Regions from separate parts of the Sus scrofa genome. Here all the other regions are linked to region 2. A link is a contact called in public HiChIP or PLAC-seq data. All regions are on one chromosome and are shown on one strand. Each heading gives the region's core, a stretch centred on a gene start, on an enhancer-like site or on the middle of the called end of the contact. The rest is flanking DNA. Distances are from core to core; before and after follow the strand shown. Region 1 has its middle 450 kb from the start of SETD4. Region 2 overlaps LOC106505851 (a long non-coding RNA gene). Region 3 has its middle 88 kb from the start of CLIC6. Region 4 overlaps RUNX1 (runt related transcription factor 1). Region 5 overlaps RUNX1 (runt related transcription factor 1).

Region 1 (5,561 bases), core at 2,649-5,148, 310 kb before region 2:
AAACCTAGTTCATGAAACAAGAAAATCTCCAGTAAATAACCTAACCCTAATGCTAAAGGAACTAGGAAATTAAGAAAATGTATTGTTGAATACAGTTTGCTAATATTTTGCTGGGGATTTTTGCATATCTGCTCATCATGATACTGACTTGTAATTTCCTTTTATTGTGATTTTTTTTTTTTTTTTCTGGTTGTGGTATTGGAGTGGTCCCTGTCTTTTTCTTTTTTAACTTTTTTTTTTTTTTTTTTCCACCAGTGCTCATGCCATGCATAAATTCCTGGATGGTTTCTTTTTGCTCATAAGCTCCTCAATTCTTATGCGGTTAAAGCACTTTTTTATTTTCTTTTTAGGGCCACAGGTGTGGCATATAGAAGTTCCCAGGCTAGGGGTCAAATTAGAGTTGCAGCTGCTGGCCTATGCCGCAGCAGCAGCAACACCAGATCTGAGCCACATATGTAACCTATGTTGAAACTTGCAGCAATGCTGGATCCTTAACCCACTGAGGGAGGCCAGGGATTGAATCTGCCTCCTCATGGATATTATTTTAGGTTCATAATCCACTGAGCCACAACAGGAAATACAATGCTGTTAATTATTCTCTGTTAAATATTAAAAAAACATGAAAAAGACTTTAAGGATGAAACCCAAAGTTAAAACATTTAGTTACTTGGCTTTTTGAAGATTTTACGGTGAATGGAAAATGGCTAAGATACAAGGGCAAGCACTGCCAACTTGGCTTTGGGTGGACCGTAAATAAATATTTCTGGAATGGAGACACACAAGCAAAACATCATAGTTGCCTGTGTTTGCAATCTGCAAATTTCATGGTATTTTTTTTTACCCTGTCAGGTAAATATCACAGTTGTGCTGTGGTTATCTTGCTGCTCTGACTGGACTAAACCTTCATGAAGGCAAAAAAAATTGCCTGTGGGGTTTAGCTTGTTAAGTCAATCTGAAATTTGTTTCATGCTTTCCATCATTACCTGGAGATGGGCATAATCCCTGAATACCTAGTTAGAGGTTTCCTGAGACTTTTAAAGGAGGTGGTATTGAGGAGGTGAGTGGTAAATAGAATACTGTCTTTGTTGAAACTCCCAGCTATGTACCTGCAAAATATACACCTTTTGGATGGCTGATTGGAACCTCCCACAGGAAGATAGGCAACCTTAAGTATGATTTGTTTTCACTGGGGCTGCTTATCACCAGTTTTTGACAACACTAAATATATACTCAAAACATTTGTTTTGTTTTATTTCCTTCACCAGATGATAAGTTTTGGAAGGCGGGAACCATGTTGTTCATTTTAGTGTCTTGATCTCAGTACAGAACAGACTCACAATGCATTCTTGACTTAAGTGACCTAGCTTGTCTGGTTTTTAGCACAGTTTTTGCTTCCTAGTTAACTCAAACTCAGTAACACCGGAGGATCAGGCAGTGGAAAGGGAGGATATGGGAAGAAAGCTGATGGAGAGGAAAAGAAAAAGCCCAAACACCTTGATTCCTTGGCTATATTTCACCCATGTACCCCTCTATAACCATTTATTTGCATGAAAAAAAGAATTGCAAAGTAACAGAAAAATGACTAATGATCAGTATACATGATAGACATTGTATTCCAATGTGTGTGAGTACAGGTCTAAAGGAATCTTCCCCTGTGCACGGCAGGGAGAATTCCATCCTTTCTTTCATGAGCAGGGGGAGTGGGGATGATGGAGGCAGAATGCAGGAAAGATTCTTCAGTGGAAGAGAGTTGATCAAAGAGCTGCTTGGTGACAGACACTCCAACCTTGGGAAAGGAGGTTATACCACTCTGGATACTGTTCCAAGACCTGCAGCAACTGCCAAAAACAGTGAGGGAATTGAGGAATGCTGGCTATATTTCTGGACAGTCTGTATAGACAAAAGAGTGGCTGTGGTTGTCCTCCTTGACCCAGTACTAGCTCTGTATAACTTTAATACTGTCATCTCAGCTACCAGTTTCACAACCCTGGAAGTACCTGTCCCCATCTTACCTGAAATGAACTCCTATGTACCCCTCAAAGCCCAAGGCCCTTTGCAACAACTTGACTGAGTGTGTAGAGATGTGCCCATAGGCAGGAGACAGAATATGCTGCATTTCCATGATTAAGGCTCCTGTCATTTACCAAACATTGCTTGAGTATACATTTTCATTTACTGTGTTTTCTTATTTTCTGTATTCTTGATGTGTTGGCCTCTTGGGCTCACTGGCTGGTATGGAACTGCCCCTCTCAAGGCTGGCTAATCCCTAGAAATGGCAAACAATTTGCCCAGACGTGAACCTTTCACTTGCAAACCACCTGATCCAAAAGCCCATATCTCCCAACCACCTGCATTTTTTAGATCTGTATTTTTTATACTCTGGCTCAACATTACCTTTCCACAATCACTCCAGGTCCAGGTACCAGACAACTTGAGACAGTGTCTATAACCCAGAGCCCACTGAAATGATTTAAACTACCTAATCCTAAACCTGCTTAGCTTGATTATGTTATCTTGCCCATTCCTTCCCATGAAAAAACCATAATAAAATCTCTTTTCCCATGTTTTCCCCTCATGCTTCTTTCTCCAGGGTGACCCTGGTGCTTCCCTGTGTGGCCCTACATGACAGGGCATGCCCTCTCCTCTTGGAACTATGAGTAACAAACCATCTTTTCCACAGCAGTCATCTCCTGATTTGTTCCCTTATGGTAGCTAAATAATAACAAAACCTACACTTTGAAACAGTATTGTCTTCTGCACTGAGTAGAAGATAACATCTGTGTTAGGGAGAACACGAGGAAAAGGGACAACTTTTCTTGTACTTTATTAAAGAAATATATATTTAGGATTTGGGTAAGCATTCTCTGTTCTGATTTCCAGTAGAAATGTTAAAAAAAAAAAAAGAGAGAGAGAGGGAGAAGGACATAGTTTAAGAACTATTTATTTTGTCTATTTAGAGGGGAACAGTTGAAAGAATGATGAACCTGCGTATCCTGGAATACTACACACAGTTGGAGTCAGAGCTATAGGGATTGACTTGGAGGGATTTTCCTGATTTCTTATTGAGAGAAAAAAAAATGCAGAAAAGTGTTTGCGATAGGATCCTCTTTTTGTAGACATCAAACAATAGCAGAAGTGACCAACTGGATGCATATATGTCTGTATGTTTGTGTAGCATTATATGAGCATAAGGAAAAACATGGAAAGTTGCAAGATATATTGTTAGTATAAGTTAATCTGGGGCTGTGGGATGATGGGGGGGTGGAGGAAAAAAAGGGAAAGGAGAGAAGCCAAGGACAAAATTATGGGAGGATATTTCACTTAAAAAAATCCCATGTCTGAATAATCATGCTTAAACATTTATATCGTTATATGTATGCATGTGCATAAAGAAGTTTTAAAAATTTTGTGACTCAGCTGTTTAGCAGAATTGTATGCCATAACTAAGACATTTTAATATTATTTTTCTATGATTTAAATTCTATGATCTAAGTTTAAATGGGGGAGAAGAGATATTTGCCCCCTATACCCTTGCTGAGCTCAGGTGAACAGAATTGCTAGGTTTTGATCTCTTGCTGCCAGGCAGATGTGCACAGACTTAAATAACTACCACCCCATTTGTATCTCTGGGACAAGCAGGATGGGAATAAGCAGCTGCCTCTGCAGAAGGGAGCCTGATGCTCCAGATAGAAGCAATTCTGTCCCTCTGGCTACAGCCTGCCACAGACTCACCAGCTCACTGCCCTGCGGTCACTTGGGCCAGACAAAAGCAAGCTCTTTTCTCACAGTGCAGGGCCTCCTGCCCTGCAAACATAGCCCCTTCTGCTGGGTGTTACTAAGCGTTGAGTCTAAATATGGCACATGGCAGTTTGATGGAAATCATTTCCAGTAAAAGAGGATGTTTCCTCAGCAGTTTTCAAGCTGGCGCTGACTCAAGCATCCTCGAGGGAGCCCATTTAACTGGTCATTAGGGAGACAGCAAAAAGGCATTGAGGAATTCTGTAACAAAATGCGTATCCTGTGTGGAAGATCTCCTGGGACTCTCTGACCATTGGCTGCCTGTGCCTGCTGCAGAGATTTTATTGATGCTGTGGAAAAGTCTTTTGCTGTCGCTGGTCTGTTATTTGTGCCTGGTTTCAAAGATGCTGGTTTCAGCTTTGTGAGGAACAAGTCCACAGGCGAACCATGGCATGCAAACAGTAATTAAATGTCTCGAGTTGATGGACACTCCATCACTGCATCCTCAGAGGTGGAAAAGTGAATTGAGGCCTCAAAAGATAGATGAAAGTTTATACTGAGATTTTTTAGGCAAAATATTTACGCTGTGCTAAAGGCAACAAATACACTTTTTACAACTTTAAGTTTTGGAAAATCAGAGTATAAACAAACTGAGAATTTCTTCACATGGGCTGTGCAGTGCAAAATATAGTTTACTTGAGAGGTATTTGGGGTTGTCTGCTGTGGGAACAAGTGAAACTTGAGAGAGTAAGTAAAAATATCACAAGTAATCAAGTATAATGCTATAGACTTATAGATGCAGTGGCTGTTGGTGATAAGACCAATTACCTGCTTTTTAACAGGGAGTCTGGGATCACTTGATGTCCAGCCATGCTCCCCTGGCAGCTGTGGACAAGTAGGGGTTAACTTTTTTAAATGAAGCATGGATTCATCAAATCTTTAGAGCAGGAAGTCTATTCCATTAACGTTTTTTCCTGTTCCCAAGCATTCATTTCTTTCAACACTATTGATATAGATCTTTAGGGAAGCGTTTCAAATGATTTGCATGGCAAGAATGAAAAAATACATTTTAAAAATGGAAGATATGCTAAAAATGTATTTTTTTCAAAGGATCAGAAGAAAACCACAGTTACTTAACCAAGCAACCATATGACTAACCACAGCTGCATGGTTAGTGAATTTATGAATGTGTGGCGTCAAGAAATCTGTCTTGGACATAAAAGATGGATCAGAACCTTTTATTTATTTATTTTTTAAGTGTGGAAATGTCTTTCTAGGAGATAGGAATTTATGAAGTTTGGTAATGTGGGCCTATTTTTTTTTTTTTTAAAGAGAGATATTTGAAATAGTTCTCCTTAAAAACAGCACTATTTTTAGGTGCAACCAATTGCTCTTGGCAGTGACAGTGTTGATGTGCTCATCTTTGGACCCACTTTTCTTTTCACACTTTAGTTTTTGGAGTCTGCTGCTGTCTTAAAGGAGAGATGGGTCTTTATCCTTAGGCTAACTCTTGGTGCCTCTACTACAGAAGATCAAGGTCAGGGCCCCTTGTCATGAGTACTTCCTGTACATGGTCCCATAGCCCATGAAATGTAAGACCTATGAGAAGATTTACATAGAGGAAGGAAAGGCTGGTGAATCTACCCTGTTCAAAGGGAGTCCAGCTCTGGAGACCAAGTCCTCCAGCTAAGAGGGTGGCTTCAGTGAGGACTTTCCTGGGGTTCCCATAAATCCACCCTCCACAGCCATTTTTTGGGCCTGGGTTCAGGGAACCAGCTGCTCCGGTTCCCAGGGATGGTCCTGGGAGTGACAGTCTATGAAGC
Region 2 (5,546 bases), core at 822-3,321:
CTTGATGACTTTGAGATTAATTACCTATTTTCACTCATTCAGAAAACAAGAATTATCCTAGCATTTGGAGAACAAGCTTTTTTCAACCCAAATCTACAATGAATTGGCATAAATAACATAATGAGAGGTAAATTTCTCAGTTTCTATATTTACCACTCAGGGTAAATATTTGTTAAGTGCTAAAATTAGGTTGCAAAGTCTGTAAGTCTATAGTTACATCATCATCATAAAAGAAGGTCAGAATTAGCCTGTCTGTGGTCTCCTCTGAAATCTCCTTTTCAGAAATTAAAATAGTGGGGTATAGGGAGCTTTCAAAATAGACCTGGAAACAACCTAAATGTCCATCAACAGATGACTGGATTAAGAAGATGTGGTAGATGTGGTAGATATACTCAGTGGAATACTACTCAGCCCTAAAAAAGAACAAAATAATGCCATTTGCAGCAACATGGATGGAACTAGAGACTCTCATCCTGAGTGAAGTAAGTCAGAAAGAGAAAGACAAATACCATATGATGTCACTTATACCTGGAATCTAATATATGGCACAAATGAACTTTTCCACAGAAAAGAAAATCATGGACATGGGGAACAGACTTCTGGTTGCCAAGGGAATGGGATGGACTGGGAATTTGGAGTTAATATATGTAAATTATTGGAGTGGATAAGCAATGAGATCCTGCTGTATAGCACTGGGAACTATAGCTAGTCACTTATGATGGCACACGATAATGTGAGAAAAAGGAATGGCTAGTCACTTATGATGGAGCATGATAATGTGAGAAAAAGGAATGTATATGTGTATATGTGACTGGGTCACCTTGCTGGACAGAAGAAAATTTAAAAAACCCTGTAAACCAGGTATAATGGAAAAAAAATAAAAATCATTAAATAAAAAAATAAAGTTATCAAAATGCTAAAAAAAAAAAATGAAAGCACCCTTTTAACCCTATTAATCAATTTTATAACTCTTAGTAAGTCCCGGAGACCTGACTGATGTTTGTTCACTTCCCACAAAATAGTAGATAAATGTCCACAAGAGAACAAGTATTCTGTCACTTCCTCAGTGTCTCTGGTAATATAAGAGTTTTTAAAAAATGTTCATGTGTGTTTGCACACACAACAATGCACATATAAATCAAAGACGTCCCCTGAAATAAAATGCTGAGGTCATGTGAGCATATTTCAGCCTTTAACTTAGACACTTAGGCTGCATGCCCAGCTATGACAGAGTCCATGTTTATAAAGTTAATTTAATTTCAGTTGTTAGTATCAGTTACCATCATCCCAGATTTAAAACCACCAGCCCAGAGACTTGCTCTGAGTTCTTGCAGCCCCTGGTAGCTCTACCAGGCATCTGGCACTTTTACGCAAACTCCCTCATATTGTTCCTGGACCATCTATTTCAACAGGCCTTTTCTCTTCATTTTATTACAAATTCTTGAATCCAAGGATCATGTCTGATATTTCTCAGAATCCTCGTTAATGTCTAGTCCAGAAGCCTGTTCTAGCAAATGCTCCAAAAAAAGTTGTTGATTGATTCAAAATGGATTTTCAATTTTATGAAAAATATTTTTAGAGTAAAGGAAATATTCACTTTTGCGTTTGGAAAATAAGATGAATATGGCTAAAAAAAAAGTGGAAATGGGGTGACATGTTATGGGTTGCAAATTTCCACATCAACGCATAACTTCAATATAAAATCCCAACCCAACTTCATGAATAAAATAATGAGACAAAATAGGGAGATGTGACAAACTGAGTTTAGTATTCTCACTTCTTCAAAAAGTTTTTCCACCATAATCAATGGAAAAAAACAGAGTTGTCAGTCTTTTTTGAGAGGAGGAGGCATGTGTGTTTTCTCTCTCCCCCCTCCCCTCCTCCCTCCTTCCCTCTTGTCCCTTCTGAAACTGAGTCAGACCAGCCATATTTCCAGTTAGAAGTTGGCACTGGAGCCCAGCAGCTGTTCAGAAATGTCCAAGTGGACAGCAAATGGCGTTGATGGAGTTAACGGCAGTGACTCACTTGGGACATTCACAGCAGGTCAGCTGAAACCATCCCTTGCTGTGAAGAGAATTCAGTCCCATTGGGCAAAAGCCCAAGAAAATGAGCTGAGGATGATAACAGCATAGTGCCTCTCAGTTGCCACTGGTTGCTTTTCTGTTCTCAGTTTTCACAATTTTTTTAGAGATGGATTTTTTTTTTTTTCTAACGCAATCAAGAACAGTGATGGGAAGAACAGGCTGAGCAGCTGTTGACTTTTTGAAATCACAGAGGGGAGGTTTGGTATCTGGAAATGCTCAACACAACTTGCCTTGCAAGCTTTGACGATGACTTTCACATATAAAATTATGGGTCAGAAGCAGGAAGCTGAGGACTCTTTATGCCAGTAAATCTAGCTTTGGCCAATGTAAGATTTAGGGGATTTCAGAAAGAGTTCATTCATGTAGAAACACTTTTCTACAAAATATTATGATAGTTTTAAATGTACTGAACTGAGCAACAATAAAAACAAACCAAAAAACATACGAGAAATCAGGCATGTTCATATTTTGTGAGCTTATACTTTTTCCTTAACACAGGAGGAAATATATAAAAATATGTTAAAGCTCTTGGGTGTTTTTGCATTATAAAATATGGCATGATTACCTATAATGGAAAATAACCTGAAAAAGAACATATATATTTATTTTAATATATTTATATCTATCTATATACCTGAATCATTTTGCTGTACACTTGAAACTAACACAACCTTGTAAATTAACTGTATTTCAATAAAAACTACAAAAATGATATGAAAGAATAATAAAGACATATTTAGAGAAAAAAAACCATGATCACTTGAAATATCACAATCTTTACACAAGACCTATTTCTATTTTTGTTTTTTTCCAAATTATTTTCTAAAAACTCTATTAAGACAGATATCTTAGATTTGTTCTTTACAGGTAGAAATTTAACAAATGAGGAATAATAATTCCTGATATTAAGGGTCACTAGACATAAAGTTCATTTCCCTAAAATTCTGGCATGAGATCATAGTTTCCACATTTAGATGAGAGCTTGCTTCCATTGCACTTATTTGGTAGAAAAATCTGATTTGGCTATTTGAATGCACTATTATGAAGTTCCTCTTTGTGACTGAACCCCAAAGCTGATTCTGATAGTTTCAGACCAGGCTGAAAACAGAATTAAAAAATGAATTAATTTTCTTTCCTGAGAATAAAATATTTTCACTGAGTAGACTTCAGTAAAATAAATGACAATCAAATGGTATAGCTTGGTAGGTACTTTAATGGATTAAACAATTTTAAAGTGAATAGTTTGAAATGAATTCAGCAGTTTTTTTCAGCTAAGGTCCTTTGAGAATACATATTCTAAGTTCAAAGGAGAATAATTGTTCTTTCTGTATTTTTAGAGAGGACTATGGGTGTGGTGGGTGCAGGGAGTTTCATTGCTTACCCTCTGTCTAACTCATGGTAATGCTTAATAAATATTGGTTGAATTAATTAATTTTGACCACAGGAGCTGGAGGGATGACAAGGAGTGTCATCTTTTCTTGGCAGAAGAGCATATTACTCATTAAGAGCAAGTGGGAGAGGAGATGGGAGTTAGCGTGCTTTGAATCCATACTACTGGAAGGCAGGCTGGAAAGAGGAGTTGGGAAAGCAGAGACAGTAGTATGAAGAAGTTTTTGTTGGCTTGAGCTGAACTCCTTTGTTCACATGGTATCAAAGGCCAACTGAAGATGCCACAACTGGAAAAATGAAAATGAAACAAGGTATCAGGGTATCAATGGAGTTAAAAAAAGGTGGGGGATAAGAAGAGTCACAGAGACATAAACAGCTTTTAGAATTTATCACTTTGTTTCTGTTGTTTCTGTCCTGTTATTATTCTCCATAGCAGCAAATTCTCTTCTCATCACTCCTTCATTTTTTTCTTGTTACTTCCCCAATACAATTTTTTTCTCTACTGTACAGTAGGGTGACCCAGTTACACATACATGTATACATTCTTTTTTCTCCCATTATCATGCTCCATCATAAGTGACTAGACATAGTTCTCAGTGCTACACAACAGGATCTCATTGCTAATCAAGTCCAAAAGCAATAGTTTGCATCTATTAATCCCAAGCTCCCAATCATTTTTACCTAAAATTGGACTGCCAAAGAAAAACAGCTTAAATGGTAGAAGCACTTCAGCATTCTTGTGAGGGGTCATACTTTCTTTCCTCTAATCCTGTTGATCTTTTAGACCCATTTCTGACTATTAACTTGGTCATCTTATGATTAATTAAATGGAGAAGGTCATTGATCTTTACAGGTGTGAAAGATTTGCTCCCTATAACTGTATGAGGACATATTTCTTTTTTTTTTTTTTTTGTCTTTTTGCCATTTCTTGGGCCGCTCCCGTGGCATATGGAGGTTCCCAGGCTAGGGGGGTCCAATCGGAGCTGTAGCTGCTGGCCTACACCAGAGCCACAGCAACACGGGATCCGAGCAGCGTCTACAACCTACACCACAGCTCACGGCAATGCTGGATTGTTAACCCACTGAGCAAGGGCAGGGACCGAACCCGCAACCTCATGATTCCTAGTTGGATTCGTTAACCACTGCGCCACGACAGGAACTCCGAGGACATATTTCTTATTTTTAAAATATCAGTTATATTTCTTTATATATATATATCTATAAAATATATATAGTATATATACACATAGGATATTTCTATATTATGTATAATTATTATAATATGATGTATGTATTTGAAGAGAGAGAGAAAGATGAGAAAATAAACTGATGAGGTTTTTAACCTCGTAACTATTCTGTATCAAATTTAATTTTTTGGAGTTCCCATCACGGCTCAGTGGAAATGAATCCGCCTAGGAACCATGAGGTTCTGGGTTTGATCCCTGGCCTCACTCAGTGGATTGGGGATCCAGCGTTGCCATGAGCTGTGGTGTAGGTCACAGACGTGGCTCAGATTTGGCGTTGCTGTGGCTCTGGTGTAGGCCAGCAGCAACAGCTCCAATTAGACTCCTAGCCTGGGAACCTCCGTATGCTATGGGTACGGCCCTAAAAAGATAAAAAGACAAAAACATAATAATTTTTTCTTCAGGCACATGTTTAATTGATGCTATTTGATAGGAGTCTCTTAAGATACTCTAATTTCAGGTTAAAATTTAACCTCAAATAATACCTGTTTGAATACCACTCAGGACATCACAGTATGGTATTTATAAAGGAGTAGGCACGGATTAGGTCTTTTTTTTTTGTATTAACAGACAGTTGAGAAATTCAAGTTCTATATGAATGCGTAGAAAGACTTATCTGTTGATAGATGATAGATAGATATACACATGCATACAGTGACACACACACACGTACACAAACAAACAAGCACCAAAGGCATTAAAAAAAATGGCCCCATTGTAGGGATTTTATTATAGGATATCAGGTTATGTTGATCTCCCACATGGAGATCTTGGTATTTGTCTCATCTACATCTAGTGTCCGAACTCATTTTTATTAGCAGCCCTTTTC
Region 3 (4,860 bases), core at 418-2,917, 490 kb after region 2:
TAATTTAAAAAATACAAAAAAAGACCCTGAAAAAAAATTTAAAAAAGAAACATGATAGCCCTTAAAGAAACTATGCTATCTTGTAGGAAATATGTAAAGAGTTAAATGAAGAAAGTTCTAGAGCTCAGGGCTCTCTCCTGCTGAGTTCAGCATTCAGTATTAAAAAAAAAAAAAAAAAAAAAGACCTCCCCCTTACTCCCCAAAGGGTTTCATACAAAATAATGCATGAAAGTATATGATATGAAATACACAACCTGGAAAAGCTCCTCAGGTCGAGCGTGCACGCTTACACACACACATACACACACACTCACACTGACCCTCTAGCCACACCCCATTGATCTTAGAAGACCCAGGCTCTTGGGAGTTGGTGGTTGGACCAGCAAACCTAGACACCAGGAGTTGACGCCTGTGGTGTCAAGGGCATCTCTCGGTAAGAGGGACAGCTGAGCGAGGAAGGGGCAACTTAACCAACACCCCCTCTGAACCGTGAAACCCCAGTCTCCCTCCAGAGCATCCCCAGTTTTCAATTCACTTTGATTAAATCGATAAGCCAGAATCCACTTCTGTGGTTTGTAACCAAAAGGACTTCACCAACCACAGCTATCTTGATGAATCTGCCCCTTGCCTGTCTCCGCTCCGTCCACCGGCGCATCCACGTGCCTGCGTGGAAGACAACCTAAGCAGACCTGTGCCGGGTGCTTTCAAACGAAGCAGGTCAAGGTTTTGCTCCTGAGGCTGTAATAATCCAGCCACAGAAACTGTGCTCAGGCCCTCAAAACATCAGGTAACGCAAAATCGGGCGAGGCCCTGGGCTGCAGTGAAAAGACACCTGTGCTGGGGAAGAAAACACGCTCGCCCAGCGCAGGAAAAGACCCCGCCCTGGAGCGCGGGCTTCTTTTCTCTCCAGCCCTCGGTAGTGAATCTGGACTTTGTAGTTTCCTAAGTGATTTCTCTTGCCTTTCAGTCCAGATGCAAAGGAGAAGTATTTACAACATCTGCAAGAATGACTAGGAGCTGCAGGGTGTGTCAATAGCCCCGCTTGATAAGGATTAATTTTAAATTCTGTACCCAAGAAGGCTCCAATCTGAGGTGCGGGTCCCAATTCGGGGATGGTTGCATTTCGGATTTTGCCTTCCCAACCACAACCAGGTTTCCATCTAATCCGAAGACAGGCGGGTGGGAGGGCGGACTGGAGGAAGGAGGGCTTTCAAGGAAGACGCTCTGCTCCGGGTCCTCACTTCCTGCCCGCAACTCTTTTCTTTCTGTGGCTCCAGGATCCTGCTGGCCGCTTTTCCCACGCACGTCCTCAACTTCACGCAGCCTTTCAGAGACTCCCGCGAGATAACGTCGGATGTGAAAGTTGTTTGTAAACGAAGCATCGGCTTAATGTTTCCATTATTGCCTGTGTCTTTATCCCACGTGTGCAGGCGACTCCCTCCTCTTCCTCCCACTCTCCCTGTCCCCTTCCCCGGGATGAGGGAATTCAGGCCAAGCTGGCCTGGTGCCCGGAGGTGCCAGTCAATTATGGGGCTGAGACTCTATGCCCCAGGCAGGGCCACAAAGCCACCAGGCTCCCCCGTTTCAGTTGGTCTCAGCCCAGCAGAGTCATTCATGAGCCAGCATCCCCTGCTGCTTCTCAGCCACCACTGGGAGCCTGTGACTCGGTCAGGGCACGGTGACAGAGACACACGCTAAGTGCGACCAAGCCCTCTGCTGGGACGCTGTGGTCGGCTTAGTGTGACTTGAGCTCAAGGAAGTGGTTTCAGGAGATAACACTCCCTTGACCCACAGGGGCGGGATGGGTTATCCCTATCGCCCGAGAAGGTCACCAAAATGAACCTGGTAACTTGAAAGCGAGACTCAGAAGGGCCCCGAGAAAGAGCTCCCCGGACTGGAGACAGCAGAACTCGCCACTTTTCATCTTCAAAGCCCAGAACCTCAATTAAGTAATTAATAGGTCTGGTCATGTTCGCAGCTCTCTGAAAATGAGACTGGGGGAGCTCTGGCTTTCCTTCCAGGGGATGTGCTTTCCTGGCGAGCCCAGAGAACTGCCTAAGAAGGCGATCAGTAACCCAGTAACCATCCTTGCTCTTCACCCCTCGCTCCGCACCCCGCAGGGAGGCAAGTTCCAAATCCGCTCTGAGGGTTCAGGGGCTGCCCCAGCCGGGAAATGCGACCAGACGTTGTACTTTGCTGCCCTCTTGAGGATGCTCTGAGGATAGCGGGCATCCAGTAATAGGAAGAAACCGGCTTTTTTTTACCCCTTGGAAGAGCGTCTGGTATGATCAAGACTTCTTCAAAATAGGAAAATACTAACCTAGAGTATAATAAATCCTCTCTTTTAAAAAAATTCAAAACCTAGAGGACTGTGTTGATACTGAGTTAAGAGTTCCAAGGGCCAATACCTTCCCAAAGAAACGAGAAGTTTCTTGAATTAATGGATGAGAACCAATCTTCAACATCAGAGGGCTAAAGGAAGGTAATTGCCCTCGATATTTATTTTCAATTTGGAAGATCCAAAGCAAGAAGACTTTGAAGCAGTCAAGAACTGATTAGAATTCTAGGCTTGGTGCCAAGGGGATAAATTGTCTGGTGACTTTTTGCAGAGTTATTGACTCCCTTTGCATCTGAGGCCCAGAGCCCAGCAGGGTATAAAAGCTTCAAAAAGCGCTCAGAAAAGGGCGTCATGCCCAGCACTGACAAGATGCAGAGTGCCAGGTCTGCGGGACTGTCCCCCATCATAACCCAGTCACCCCAGGGGGCTGCTGGCAGCTCAGTCCGCTCGAAGACCCATGACTGGCTTCGCCCATGAGGAGTTGCCATCTCTGCATATTTTGAAGGCTGTCTGGTCTCTCGTGGTTTACGGCTCTGGGCTGGTATGTCTGGGGATTTCTTGCTCTAGATAACATGTTTTAAATAAGTAAAAAAGCTCCAACACACACACACGTACACGCACACGAAATGTGTGTCCCCAAGCTGAACTCTCTTCAATTAACTTGTATGTATGTATGTATTTTTGCTTTTTTAGGGCTGCACCTGTGGCACATGGAAGTTCCCAGGCTAGGGGTCGAATCAGAGCCAGACACAGATCCCAGCCACATCTGCAACCAATACCACAACTTGCAGCAACACCGGATCCTTAACCCACTGAGTGAGGCCAGGGATTGAGCCCACATCCTCCTGGATACTAGTTGGGTTTGTAACACACCCCCCCCCCGCCGCAGTGGGTCTTGACTGCTCCTTTGTGACCATCTCTGAGCTTCCCTGGCCATAAACTCCTTCTCCAGCCCCACCTCACCTTCCTGAGCTCTGGGGGACGCAGAGGAGAGGAGCCCCAGCCAGCCAGTCCCGCCCCAGTCACCGTCCCCACTGACCCCCACCTCGAGGTCCCTTCCACTGGCAGCGATTCAGTCAGCTGGACCAGTGTGCCCATTCTCAGCTGCTCTCCGACTGTTGCAAAGTGTGCTGACTGGGACCCACCCCTCCACGCCCTAGGGAACCACTGCAGGCCATTCCCAGCCCACTCCCTGTGACACCAGACCAGACTGAATGTTGAAAATTATGAGAATCTACAAATTGAATGGGGAGTTTCTATTGTGGCTCAGTAGGTTATGAACCCCACTAGTATCCGCAAGGATGCGGGCTTGATCCCTGGCCTTGCTCAGTGGGTTAAGGATCTGGCATTGCCACAAGCTATGGTGTAGGTTGCAGATGCAGCTGGGGCCTGGCACTGTTGTGGCTGTAGTGTAGGCTGGCAGCTGCAGCTCTGATTCGACCCCTAGCCTGGGAGCTTCCATAGACCACAGATGAGGCCCTGAAAAGAAAGAAAGAAAGAAAGAAAGAAAGAAAGAAAGAAAGAAAGAAAGAAAGAAAGAAAGAAAGAAAGAAACATTGGAAGGAAAGAGCAATCCAGGTTGCCTCACAATGGAGCAACAGCCACTAGAGCTGGGTGTCACCCTGACTTTGAATGGCCGAGGGGCTACAGGTCAAAAAAAGGCAGTTCCCGGCATGGCCAATGACTCTGTCCAAGAATAGGCCTTTCCAACAGATGCCCAGCGTGACCCAAAAGCTCTCCTGAAAAGTCCAGTCTTACGACAACAGAGCTGCCCGTCACCGAGCAGATTGCCCAAAACCACGGGGGGCTGGGAGGGGGTGTGTGTGTGTTTGTGTGGAAATCCAGTAACTCAACCCCAGTGACCCCACCCTGTCTGCCGTTACTCGGAGCTGGCTGGCCAAGGTCCAGGGAGCAGACCCAGTCAGACTAACGTCTATCCAAATTTAATTCTCAATTGAAAATGGAAACAAGGCAGGCCAAGACAAACCCAGGGCCTGACTTAGCAGCAGCAACTGCCAAGGCAAAGCCCTTGTCGCACGGGGGCCAAAGGTCGGCCTCCACCCACCACCTTTCGTATAGAAATTCCCCTGCTGCATAACCACTCCGTGACACTCTGACTATGGATGTCCTCATTTTATAGGTGAGGAAAACGAGGCATGAGAAGTCGGGTGATTGACTTGAGCTCTCATGGTAGCTGGCAGGGCATGGCTGAGCCTGGCAGTCTGGCTCCAGACCAGCCTTCCAGGGAGGGGACCACCCCCCCTCAGCCTTGGCCCCTCACCCACCCTGGCACCCTCCCCAGCTGCAGACCCCAGGGTGGGAGAGTGGGGATTTGGCACCAGAGAGGCTCCAGGCCCCCCTCGGAGACTGACAGGGTGTCTGGTTGCAGCCCTCAGTCCTAGGGTGAGGCCTCTGTCCAAACATCCAGTGTCTGAAGCCTGGCAGGGGGTGGGGTGCGGGGGGAATCTTCTCTTCCTGCCTCAGGTTCCCTTCCAAGGGGGAGGCTCATGCCCTCATTGCAG
Region 4 (4,922 bases), core at 2,083-4,582, 460 kb after region 2:
CTGTGGCGTAGGCTGGCAGCTGTAGCTCCAATTCGACCCCTAGCCTGGAAACTTCCACATGCCATGGGTATGGCCCTAAAAAAAGACAAAAATACAAAAAGCCAAAGCAGTGAGCTTCTAGAACTTGGATGGTGGAGAGCTGTTAGAAGTCATGTGAACAGCCTGCTGGGCTACGTGTGGAAAGGAAGCAGATCTATCCCGATGGGACACCTCAAAGAAGAGCTGCTCATAACAGGTTAGAGGAACAGACTGGAAAGCTCAGGTGTCTTGGTTGGCATATAATTGTTGTTAATACGAGCTCATTAAATATTAGTCATTTAACCTATGAGACCTTTGGGCTTAGCATTCACCTTTGCTTGTGGGCAGGGAAATCAGAGTTACACAGAAAAATTCCTTTGTTGAAAGCAAAAGAAGCAACTCCCTGTTTGGGGCTTTGAAACTGGAGCTGGACCAAAGTGAAAATACTTCAGAGAACTTCAGCATTAGGAAACCGGCAAACACACTGCTTGTAGGTTGGGGGAGGGTGGCTGTTTTTGCTTTTCAGCTCTTGGCATCAGATTATAGCAGATTAGGGGGCGGGCAAGGGGGCAAAGGCACCATGTCTGCCACTTAAGTGTTGAGCCACATTGTGTTTTGTGCACAACTGTGATTACTTGAGATTTCACCAAATGCTTTAGCTTCTGAGAGAGTCAGAGAATACCTCTCAGCTTCTCAACAGCAGCACCACTGGCCAGATCATTCTTTACTGTAGGGGGCAGTCCTGTACACTGCTGGACCTTCATCAATGTCTGTGGCCTCTAGATGCCAGGAACACGCCCCCGTCATGACAACCAAAAATCATCTGGCATTGCCAAGCATCCTGAGGACTAACACTGCCCCCGACTTGAGAACTGCCTTCACATATACTTTTGCACTGTAGTGAAACAGGAAAGTCAACTTAGTTGCCCAGTTTCCATGTTATTTTCAGCCATGGATGCCAAGAATTTCATGGCACCTGCTGGGCCAAGGAGTTAAGGGACAGGATAGGAATTAATGAAGTCCATTTAGCTTGTTGTTTTAGAAGCTTTGTTCCCTCAGGACTGGTCTGATTCCAAAGGCGTTTGTCATCTCGTATTGATTCTTCTTCTTGGTGGTGCTGCTCTGCCCATTGGCAATGGTCTACCTCTGAAGCAATTACTCTTTTCCTTGGAAATGTCCCTGCTGTGTGTGTGTCCCTTCGAATTTATTGTGGAAGTCTTTTGAGTTGGTCTGCACCCAAGACAGTGGGCACCTTAAATCCAAGAACTCTAGCTGCTCCAACTGACCAGTTCAGATGTAAGGGGGGCTTCTCTTTCCACAGGGACGTTGCATGTGCACTCTCAAATCACCTCTCACAGCTACACTTGGGAATAGTCTGGACTTCAGTTAGCCAGGGAGTAATAGAAAGGCGTTTTATAGCATGAGGGTGTGAAATAGATAAAAACCAAGGCGACCCATTTCAGCACCCAAGCATGACCCTGCGCTGTCTTGGAGGGTGGGCCTGGGAGAATTCCAGAGGTGCTTTCACCGGTGGCAGAGAACAGCATGGGAGACTGCTCTTCAACTTGGCAGCTCTCCCTCTGAGAAACCAAGCCTGGAGCCCAGGCCTGAAAAGTGTTGTCATCCGCCTGGGGGCAGGAGGGGGTTGGGATACTTAAAAGAAAAGTGGCTGCCTGGCGGCCAGCTTTGAGAGCCTGCACAGCTCTGAGCCAGCTTTCCCTGAATCCACCCCCCAGCCCCACCTGGGCTTCCTTTTGCAGGAGGGACCTGTGCTCTGTCTCTTTCTCTTCCCTTTGTAGACAGACTCCACACCTTGTCTGAAAAGAGTTGTCATCTGGAGGTTTTCTTTTCTTTTTTTCTTTTTAAATAATGTTTAGCTGCCAACCTGGGCGACAGACAGCATGCATTAATCTGAGTCATGCAAAAGATCCTTTTAAGGCAGCCATTATCTGCTCAGGCTGTTTAATCCTTTGGGGGCAGTGGGAGGGGCCCAGAGTGGGTCTGCTTTCATCCACATCGAGCTGCAGAAGGAAGACTTGAGCTGCCATGGCAAATATTTAGCCCCATCGGTAGGGAAACAATCCCAACTAAAATGCCTGAACCGCCTAATCCCCAGATTTCCTACTTTTTAAAAGCTCCCTGGGAATATGAGGGGTCCCCATCTCTGCCAACACTACCACTGAGTAAGGGGGCACCAAGCCAGCCAAAAGGACAAACGAGCTAAGGCAGGGTGGGTGAACTGTGCGTGATTGGTGGGGCTTGGTAGGGGGAATCCAATTGGACATAAAAATGAAAACAAATAGGTGAATAGGTATATTGAGTCTGAGCCTATCTAGAGGGCCGAAGCTATTCTGTTATCAAAATATATATATAAAGGATAATTAGACCAAATGGATGGTCTTTTGTAGTGTGGCATTGGTACAGTGCAGACAGAAGAAGAATCACAGGCAACATCTAAGATCTTACAGATACTGTGCCCACAAGTGAAAGAGCTATTTTCCCCTGACAGCTGAGACTGTCACATCATTCCATTACTTATGTCCGTGACAAACCACGGACTCACTGAGGATTCCAGTAACTTGCTGCCATCACCAGGTTACCATGTAGTGGTTGGAACAGACTGGCAGAGCATGTCCAGACACCGTCATGAAACAGGGTGACCTTTCATTCATTTTCCAGTGGATTCACCTTTTTGTCTCAGGGCAAATGAAGCAAGAGGAATAATGGGTGGAGTCATTTATTTGTGTCCGGAATATTGCATCAGATGACAACAAATTGTGTTTGCCTAATGCTTTTCCTCCTACCTCGGCTTCTCCCTGGACTATAGAAATCTTAACTGGAAAAATGGAGTAAAGCTTCCTGTTAACTCTCAAGCATGTCACGGCTCTCTGTGTGAGCAAAAACAAGTGACAGGGGCTTGCTCACAGATGGCCCCAGTGGGCAGGGACGAACCCTGTGGAATGAGGTGCGGCCTGGCTTCAGGATGAGCTAGAGAGTGTCCGTGGAAGGGCGGCCCTAGAACCACTGTCAGTTTACAACTTTTTCCCCTACCCACATGTCTGACTCGCTTTGAAAAGATTAACAGGAGTGTTTGTTTGAAAGTCAGACTCCTGGTTTCCTCATTAGTGGAGAGATCTGCCGCAGACTTCGGTTGTTTCTGTAAACTTTAATTACCTTTTTGATGAGGAGTATATCCCCTCATCACATGCACCCCAAATTTACAGAGGAGTTCATTTGGAGGGAAGGAAGGCTGAGGAGAGGGAGGGAGAGAGGAGAGATGAGAGAGAGACAGAGAGAGAGAGAACACTAGCTCTCCCTGCTGGAATAACAGACTTGAAATATGAGGAAGTTGATCAACAGCCGATGCCTTCCAAAAAGAGATTAATTCACCCGGTAGCTTTCCTTTCAGAGCTAGCTCTTGGCTCCATCAAGTTTCTCTGTGGGCCTATACACAAAAGGACACAGGCCACATGCCATCCTGAGCTTGGAGTTATTTTCTATGTTGATTTGAGAACTTATAAATTTTAAAACATTCAATTCTTGTCTCTGTTGTTTTGTTGCTGACGTAAAGACTATAGTCCTGGCCTGGTCATTTAATGAATAATTAATTCTAAGGAACAGAAACTACCCCAGGACACCATCCTACATCCACAGTGGTAGGTCTCAGTGGGGGTATTTTTGCTCCCCTCACCCCTACCACCAGGACAGCTGGAAAGTCTGGAGACCTTGTTGGTTGTCACAATGGGGGGAGTGAGGGCACTACTGACATCTGGTGGGCAAAGGCCAAGGATGCTGCCAAACATCCCACAATGCACTGGACAGCCCCCCCCCACTGCCGCAGCAAGTCTGGCCCCAAATACCAGTAGTGCCACTGTCAGGAAACTGATCTACAGGACACAGGAAACCCATCCTGGCACCCAAACCCCCCAGGACTTTGGCAGCCCGTGGTTAAGAAAACTGTAGAAAGACGCAACAAAAGACAGCCAAAGTCAATCTGGTCTGTGAAACTGTAAATGCCATAATCCTAAAACAATGTGTTTTATAGACAAAGTTTTGCCATTCCTGGTAAAATTTCAACATGTACAAAAACAGAGTAGACCAATCAAGGTCCTGGAGCCACTCCTGTTAACAAATCAGTGAAATATATATTAGAGAAAACCCTGTGAAATCAAGGCTATCCTATTTCTAAAGATGTGGGAGTGATCTGAAGATAGATATAAGGAAGAAAAGAGTGATGTGGTGGTCACTGCTAGGGCATGCGTTGGGTTCAATCATAGGAAACTGCCAATTTTTAGCTATTCCAGGCCTACAGAAATGGCAATTTCCTATGATTCAACCTAAATATTATATATAGTATTATATTATTATATATTACTATCATTATGACAACATATTATGCATATATTCTGATATTAATCAATGAATGCATCCATTATATTAGTAATTCAGGTGTTGTATACGTCTTATATATTGTTAAAAATTAAATTTTACATTAATATTAACATATTAATATATTGATCATAGAGAAAGCTGGTAAGCTCTTTTCTGCAAAGGGCCAGATACTAAATATTTTAGGCTTTCTGAGCCCTTCTGGCCCTCCAATCTCTACCATGACCACTCAACTCTGCAGTGATACCTCAAAAGCAGTCACAGATAATACGTAAAAGAATGAGTGAGGCTCTTTCCAATAAAACTTTATGGACATCGATATTTAAATTCCATATCATTTTCACGTCAGGAAATCTTTTTTTTGCTTTTTGCAACCATTTTAAGAAAAGTAAAACTCATTCTTAGCTTGTGGGCCATAGGAAAATTGCTAGCAGGTGGACTTGGCAGGTGGGTTTGCCAAATTCGAAGTTACACCAATATTATATCTCTATCACGCATGTTATTTCTGCACTGTA
Region 5 (5,442 bases), core at 2,307-4,806, 420 kb after region 2:
TTGATAAATATATACATACATGGATGGATGGAGACAGAGACGCATATGTGAATACCCACACAGATGTGAATAGATATCTTTTTGGACTTGGCATTTGGCATGGATTTTTCTCACCTGCTCATCACAACAGTACTTTGAATGTACATCTTTTCTAATTTTTCTGCTGAGAATCTGCCTAGAAAACTAGTAAACCCATATCAGAAATACGGACTAACTTGTTGACTGTCAGAAAATTATTCTCTTTACCCACAACTTTCCAAGAAAAAGTGACAATTTCCCTTTACCTGTTTTCTTTGGTCATAGATCATATGCAGACAATCCCCAACTTAGGATGGTTTGACCTAAAATTTCTTGACTTGGCGGAAAGCAATACGTGTTCGGTAGAAACCATACCTCCTTTGATCTTTCCCCGGGCTGCTGATATGGCTGTGATGCTCACGTAATGCTGGGCAGCTCCCAGTCAGCCAGGCCATCTCAGGGGTCAAAACTGATACACAGAGTTCCCGTCCTGGCATAGTGGTTAATGAATCCAACTAGGAACCATGAGGCTGCAGGTTCGATCCCTGCCTCACTCAGTGGGTTAAGGATCCAGCGTTGCCGTGAGCTGTAGTGTATGTCATAGATGCAGCTCAGATCTGACGTTGCTGTGGCTCTGGTGTAGGCTGGTGGCTACAGCTCCGATTAGACCCCTAGCCTGGGAACCTCCATATGCCGCGGGTGCAGCCCTAGAAAAGACACAAAAAATATTTAAAAAAAAAAAAAAACTGATACATTTCCAACCATTCTGTACTGAGACAAAAATTCTGTTTTTCATTTTCAGTACAGTATCCAATAAATGACTTGGAATAGTCAATACTTTATTATAAAGTGATTTTGCTCAACTGTAGGTTAACAGTTGTGTTCTGAGAATGCTTGCGGCAGGCTGGGCTAAGCTGTGATGTTCAGTAGGTTGGGTTTTTTGTTGTTGTTGTTGTTGTTGTTGTTTTGTTTTGTTTTTTAATGGCTGCATCCATGGCATATGGAAATTCCTAGGCCAGGGATTGAACCTAGCCCCTGCAGCGACCTGAGCCACTGCAGTTGGATTCTTAACCCACTGCGCCACAGTGGGAACTCTGTAGGTTAAGTGTTTTAAAGGCATTTTCAGCCTATGATATTTTCAATTCAGGATGGATTTATTGGGGCATAAACCCCATCATAATTCAAGGACGATCTGAATTATATATCAGTTACAACCACAGATCAACAGTGATTTTTTTTAAAAAGGCACTTCAGTTGTCAATGAGATGTGCGTATTTACCCAGCCTAGTTTTTTAGAGCAGAAAACTGAAAGCTGATTTCATCATCCATCTCAAATATTCTAACATTTAGGGAAGCTTGTGGGCACCAGTTCCAAAAGACTATGGGATGTTTGTCTTTGGAGCAAAGAAGTAAAATTTAGCAGAGGAGATTATTTTTTTTTTCTTTTGGCTTTGTATAGTTTTGCATACATATATAAAATTCTAATCCAGTCCTTTTTTCAAACGTGTGAAAATAGGAAAAGAGAAACATCATGTAGGAGCCTTTTCAACTCTGCTAAAGATTCAGTAAGATGTCTCCATATGAAGTCTTGAGGTAGCCGCTGTTATTTACAGAACCACCACGTAAACATTCGCAATTGACTTACAGAGTATTTAAAAACCCAGGCAGCCAGCACGCCTATGTTTGAGACTGCATGGGGTAATTCCACCAGAAGGTTTGATCCAAGGTTGAATTCCCTGTTGCCCTCTAAAGTTCAGTATTCGGCAAGAAAGAAGAAAAGTGAATTTGATAGTGGACATTTTCCATGCTCCTGTATTTAAAATTCAGGAGGCAAATTGACATTTTAATTGCACACAGATACAGGAAACTGGAGACATAAAGCGTTCATTTTTCCTTAGCTTGAAAGTTTATATCGGAAGCCTCTATATTTCACACAAAATATTGCTCTTTGGCACATGAAATCTGATGGTTTCAGAAAAGAAGAATTAAGTCTTCCTGTGATCCAGCTTATAAATGCATCCGAACCACACCTTCAATACGATAATGCTTTTTATTTCCCCGGTGTCCTGGTGTTAGAACTCTTTGGCACTAGCTGTGATGCCGGGGCTCTGGGTTCCCTGCAGGGGTAATAATGGCCTTACTTGCTGGTGGGATCACACGTGGGGAGGGTGCGGAATGAACTCTCACCCCCTCCTCTGGCATTCAACTCAGCCCCGCGACTCTGAGGGCTTAGGAAAAAGCTTAGAGTGAAGAATTGTTTTCTCTGAGAGCTATGCCCAAACATTCCTGCTCAAGCAGACAGTCATCAGTTAATCTCTATAAATGACTACGATTTTGGCAGGTGTCAGCTGGTGCAGAAATTGCTCACATGTTGAAACTTTTTTTTTTAAGTGCAGGGCAACGAGAGGGGTTTAAAAAAAAACATTTTTTTTTTTTTCCCTTCGTTGTGCCTGGCCACAGTAGTGGCTTACCTGTAAAATCACTTATTCCTCTTGGTTTCTTGGTGGCACATGGTCCCCAAGCTTGGTGGCTGAGGCAGACACAACTGAAGGCCTCTCTTCAAAGGTTGGCTGGAGACTCCAAAACACCGAATGACATGTGTTCAGAATGATCTGGTACATATCATTCCCCACGATGATCACCCACTGTCCTTGACATGGTGTTCTTCAAAAATGCCACTGGGTGCCCAAGGAATGTGAAATTTAGAAATGGGTACAAGACCTGCCAGCAGCCTCTGCACCATAACTTTGCCAACTGGCATTCTTTCTGAAGTGGTAGAACTTTCCAGAATCATTTTTCCTGCCGCCTTCTCTCCTTGACTCCCCATACCAGGCATTAGGTCGTGGTAGCCATTTAAAAGATTATTATGCTTTGGGTGGCTTTTGAGTTGAAATCGTTTGCTGTTCTGCAAGAAAACTTCAGGAAGTTGAAAGGGAGGAGTCAAAGAAAGCTCCATCCGGAGACAACGAGTGACTCGATGATTGAAATAGAACGTTCTAGAAAAAGATGTTTTCGTACTTCTGAAGGAAAGGGATGACAGGGGTTGTTCCGGGACCTGGCCCCATGGCCTTTCGCCCACAAGACCGGTGCTTAAAATACTCCGCCGGTAAGAGGCCTCTCGCATGTGTGCTGGGCCCTCGTGACTCAGCTGCTTGTGTTCAGACCGAGTGTTGCGGGCTGTGGGGCTGAATCAGAGTCCAGTTTTGCCTTGGTGACACATGAAAAGAGGGAGCGTTGCATTTGAACCACACAAATATTATGCTTAAGTATTTTTCCTCCTTTCGGAGCCAAACAGGTCTTGTTCGTGATAAAAATCACTGCAATATAGTGGGTCCTTTTTCTGGTCTGGAATTTGAGACAGTGTCAGCTGTGCCAAGGGGGCTGGCAGCAGGAAGAAATGGCAAGCCACGGAGATTTGGAACCATAATACAAGTTATAAAATTTAATTTTATAATTGTAGCCATTGGGAGCTGGGCTCAAAAGTCCCTCTCCCACCCCCACCCCACCCCCGGCTGGGGGGCGTGGAGTCAAGGAATCCTCTTTCTCACTGAGGTCTGGGGCCAGGAGGCTGCTCCTCCAATCTTGTTTGGAGGCCACTTGACAATCGGGTGGTTTTGTGAAACCGGTCAATGACTCTTTCTTTGAACCATGGGAGTGAGGCAGGAGCAGAAGGGCAGCCTCTTTGAAAGAGGATTGAATTGGCTGAGCCCCATTATGGCTCCATTAGTACAAGGAGCCTCAGCTCCACTGGGCAGGCCTGAGTCTCTGGTTTAAAGACATTTTGGTGAAGGATTAAGGGAGGAAGCGGGAGCCCCAACCCTTCTCCAAGGAATGACTTCTGCTCTCTGCATCCTGGTGATGGTGATTTTGACCAGAGCAAGGAAATTTACTGTCGATACAGATGCCAAGGGGCCCACCCGCACCTTGGATTCCTGAGGCCCCAGGCTTGTCCAGTGTGCTGGTGGCTCCCTTGGGGCTCCAGTGAGCTCTGCCTGCTGGGAAACTTGGACTGAATGAGTCCAGGGCTACACCACACTTGGGGTGCACTTGGAGAAGTGGGCTTCAGAAAAGAAAGGATGCTGGCGCAAAGCTTGCAAGCAGAGGAGGGGGTGGGTGGCAAGGGGCTGCCCATCCTGGGCACTTAACAGGAAATCTGACCTCCCCGGGCTGTGGGTTTGCAGCTACACCTCATTTCCTGTTGTAAGGGGCACGCCTCTAAGCTCCAGGGCCCACTTTGCTGCCTCTGAAACCTGCCGGTGGTTGGGTGTGGAGTTGGGGCAGCTGTTCCCATGCCACCAAGAGGGCTCCTTTCCTGCCCGCCTCAGCTCAGCCCACAGAGATGCCATAAGCCAATTAATGCCCCTTCTCTCCCTCCCACCATCACCACCGCCACCAAGCCCTGTATGCCCACTGCGTTCCACACAGTGGAGATGGATGCAGGGAGTCGGGGTGGGTGCCAGGCCCAGACCGGCGGAACACCCAGTGGCCAGTGCGACAAAACGGGCCCCAGTCTGCTGTGGGGAAAAATGGCCCCGAATTCCCAACGGGAACAGCTACCTGTGCAAAACTCTCCAGCGGATCCACGTTGGGGGTGAGGGGAGAGGGAGGGGAAAGAGGAGAAAAGCCCGAATTTTAGCAAATCCACAATACATTTTCTGATCTCTTCCCTCCCTCCTTCCCTGCCTCCCTCTCCCTTCCCCACCTCCTCCCCGCAATAGGACATCGTCAGAAACTAGATGATCAGCCCAAGCCCGGGAGCTTGTCCTTTTCCGAGCGGCTCAGTGAACTGGAGCAGCTGCGGCGCACGGCCATGAGGGTCAGCCCACACCACCCAGCCCCCACACCCAACCCTCGGGCCTCCTTGAACCACTCCACTGCCTTTAACCCTCAGCCTCAGAGTCAGATGCAGGGTAAGTACCCGGACGGAGCCCGCTTCCTGCCTCACTCCCCCCACCCCACCCCCGCCACCCCCAGCCCTGGGGCAGAACCCTCCTAGTCCAATCCTGGCTTCTCCTTCATACTCAGGAAGGGTGGTCCCTCAACCAGCAGCCTGGGAGCTGGTTAGCAGCAGAGTCTCGGCTGCCCCAGACCTACTGAGTCAGATCTGCATTGTAAGAAGATCCCCTGATTTAGAGGCACTGCTGCATAGGATACCGAGAGGATACGGACAGATCTGTATCACTCTGCCGATAAGATCTTTAATTTTTTAAGAGTTAGCTTTGGCTATGCTAATTTCTCACCTGCTTGGCTGGAAAACACGTATACACACATTAAGCAAGGTGAAGGCCAGGAGTTTTTAAGTTCTTACCGTCTACAGAATGTTCGTGGGGGTTGTATTTAATACAGTTTTTTTTTTTTTTTTTTTGAGAATATGAAGAAAATAGGAGTTTCTGGATACCATCACATGGAGCGTATTCATTGCAA

What was found. HiChIP or PLAC-seq counts read pairs in DNA pulled down with a chosen protein or histone mark.
Region 1: an H3K27ac HiChIP or PLAC-seq map of alveolar macrophages shows a contact between it and region 2. The contact joins two enhancer-like sites. A contact is called at or near these places in 1 of 47 Hi-C or Micro-C datasets (embryonic fibroblasts) and 1 of 2 datasets of contacts at active chromatin or transcription factors (alveolar macrophages).
Region 3: a contact with region 2 is called in an H3K27ac HiChIP or PLAC-seq map of alveolar macrophages. The contact joins two enhancer-like sites. A contact is called at or near these places in 2 of 2 datasets of contacts at active chromatin or transcription factors (alveolar macrophages and skeletal muscle).
Region 4: a contact with region 2 is called in an H3K27ac HiChIP or PLAC-seq map of skeletal muscle, with 4 times the contacts expected there. The contact joins two enhancer-like sites. A contact is called at or near these places in 2 of 2 datasets of contacts at active chromatin or transcription factors (alveolar macrophages and skeletal muscle).
Region 5: an H3K27ac HiChIP or PLAC-seq map of skeletal muscle shows a contact between it and region 2. The contact joins two enhancer-like sites. A contact is called at or near these places in 2 of 2 datasets of contacts at active chromatin or transcription factors (alveolar macrophages and skeletal muscle).

The regions. Positions count from the first base shown.
Region 1 is chr13:199,138,013-199,143,573 of Sscrofa11.1, reverse strand. No RefSeq gene overlaps it. Among named protein-coding and RNA genes, the nearest start is that of SETD4, 450 kb to the left of the region's middle. Within about 2 kb of position 3,898, at least 3 of the 83 cell types and tissues checked have an H3K27ac peak or open chromatin away from gene starts, as enhancers often do. A contact at or near this core is called in alveolar macrophages, where this site is marked.
Region 2 is chr13:198,831,171-198,836,716 of Sscrofa11.1, reverse strand. All of the region lies in intron 1 of LOC106505851 (a long non-coding RNA gene), which reads right to left. Among named protein-coding and RNA genes, the nearest start is that of RUNX1, 200 kb to the right of the region's middle. Within about 2 kb of position 2,071, at least 19 of the 83 cell types and tissues checked have an H3K27ac peak or open chromatin away from gene starts, as enhancers often do. A contact at or near this core is called in alveolar macrophages and skeletal muscle, where this site is marked.
Region 3 is chr13:198,336,503-198,341,362 of Sscrofa11.1, reverse strand. No RefSeq gene overlaps it. Among named protein-coding and RNA genes, the nearest start is that of CLIC6, 88 kb to the right of the region's middle. Within about 2 kb of position 1,667, at least 20 of the 83 cell types and tissues checked have an H3K27ac peak or open chromatin away from gene starts, as enhancers often do. A contact at or near this core is called in alveolar macrophages, where this site is marked.
Region 4 is chr13:198,376,976-198,381,897 of Sscrofa11.1, reverse strand. All of the region lies in intron 7 of RUNX1 (runt related transcription factor 1), which reads left to right. Among named protein-coding and RNA genes, the nearest start is that of CLIC6, 130 kb to the right of the region's middle. Within about 2 kb of position 3,332, at least 13 of the 83 cell types and tissues checked have an H3K27ac peak or open chromatin away from gene starts, as enhancers often do. A contact at or near this core is called in alveolar macrophages and skeletal muscle, where this site is marked.
Region 5 is chr13:198,415,380-198,420,821 of Sscrofa11.1, reverse strand. RUNX1 (runt related transcription factor 1) reads left to right here. Exons shown (of 8, transcript NM_001246252.1): 6 at 4,737-4,928. Among named protein-coding and RNA genes, the nearest start is that of CLIC6, 170 kb to the right of the region's middle. Within about 2 kb of position 3,556, at least 14 of the 83 cell types and tissues checked have an H3K27ac peak or open chromatin away from gene starts, as enhancers often do. A contact at or near this core is called in alveolar macrophages and skeletal muscle, where this site is marked.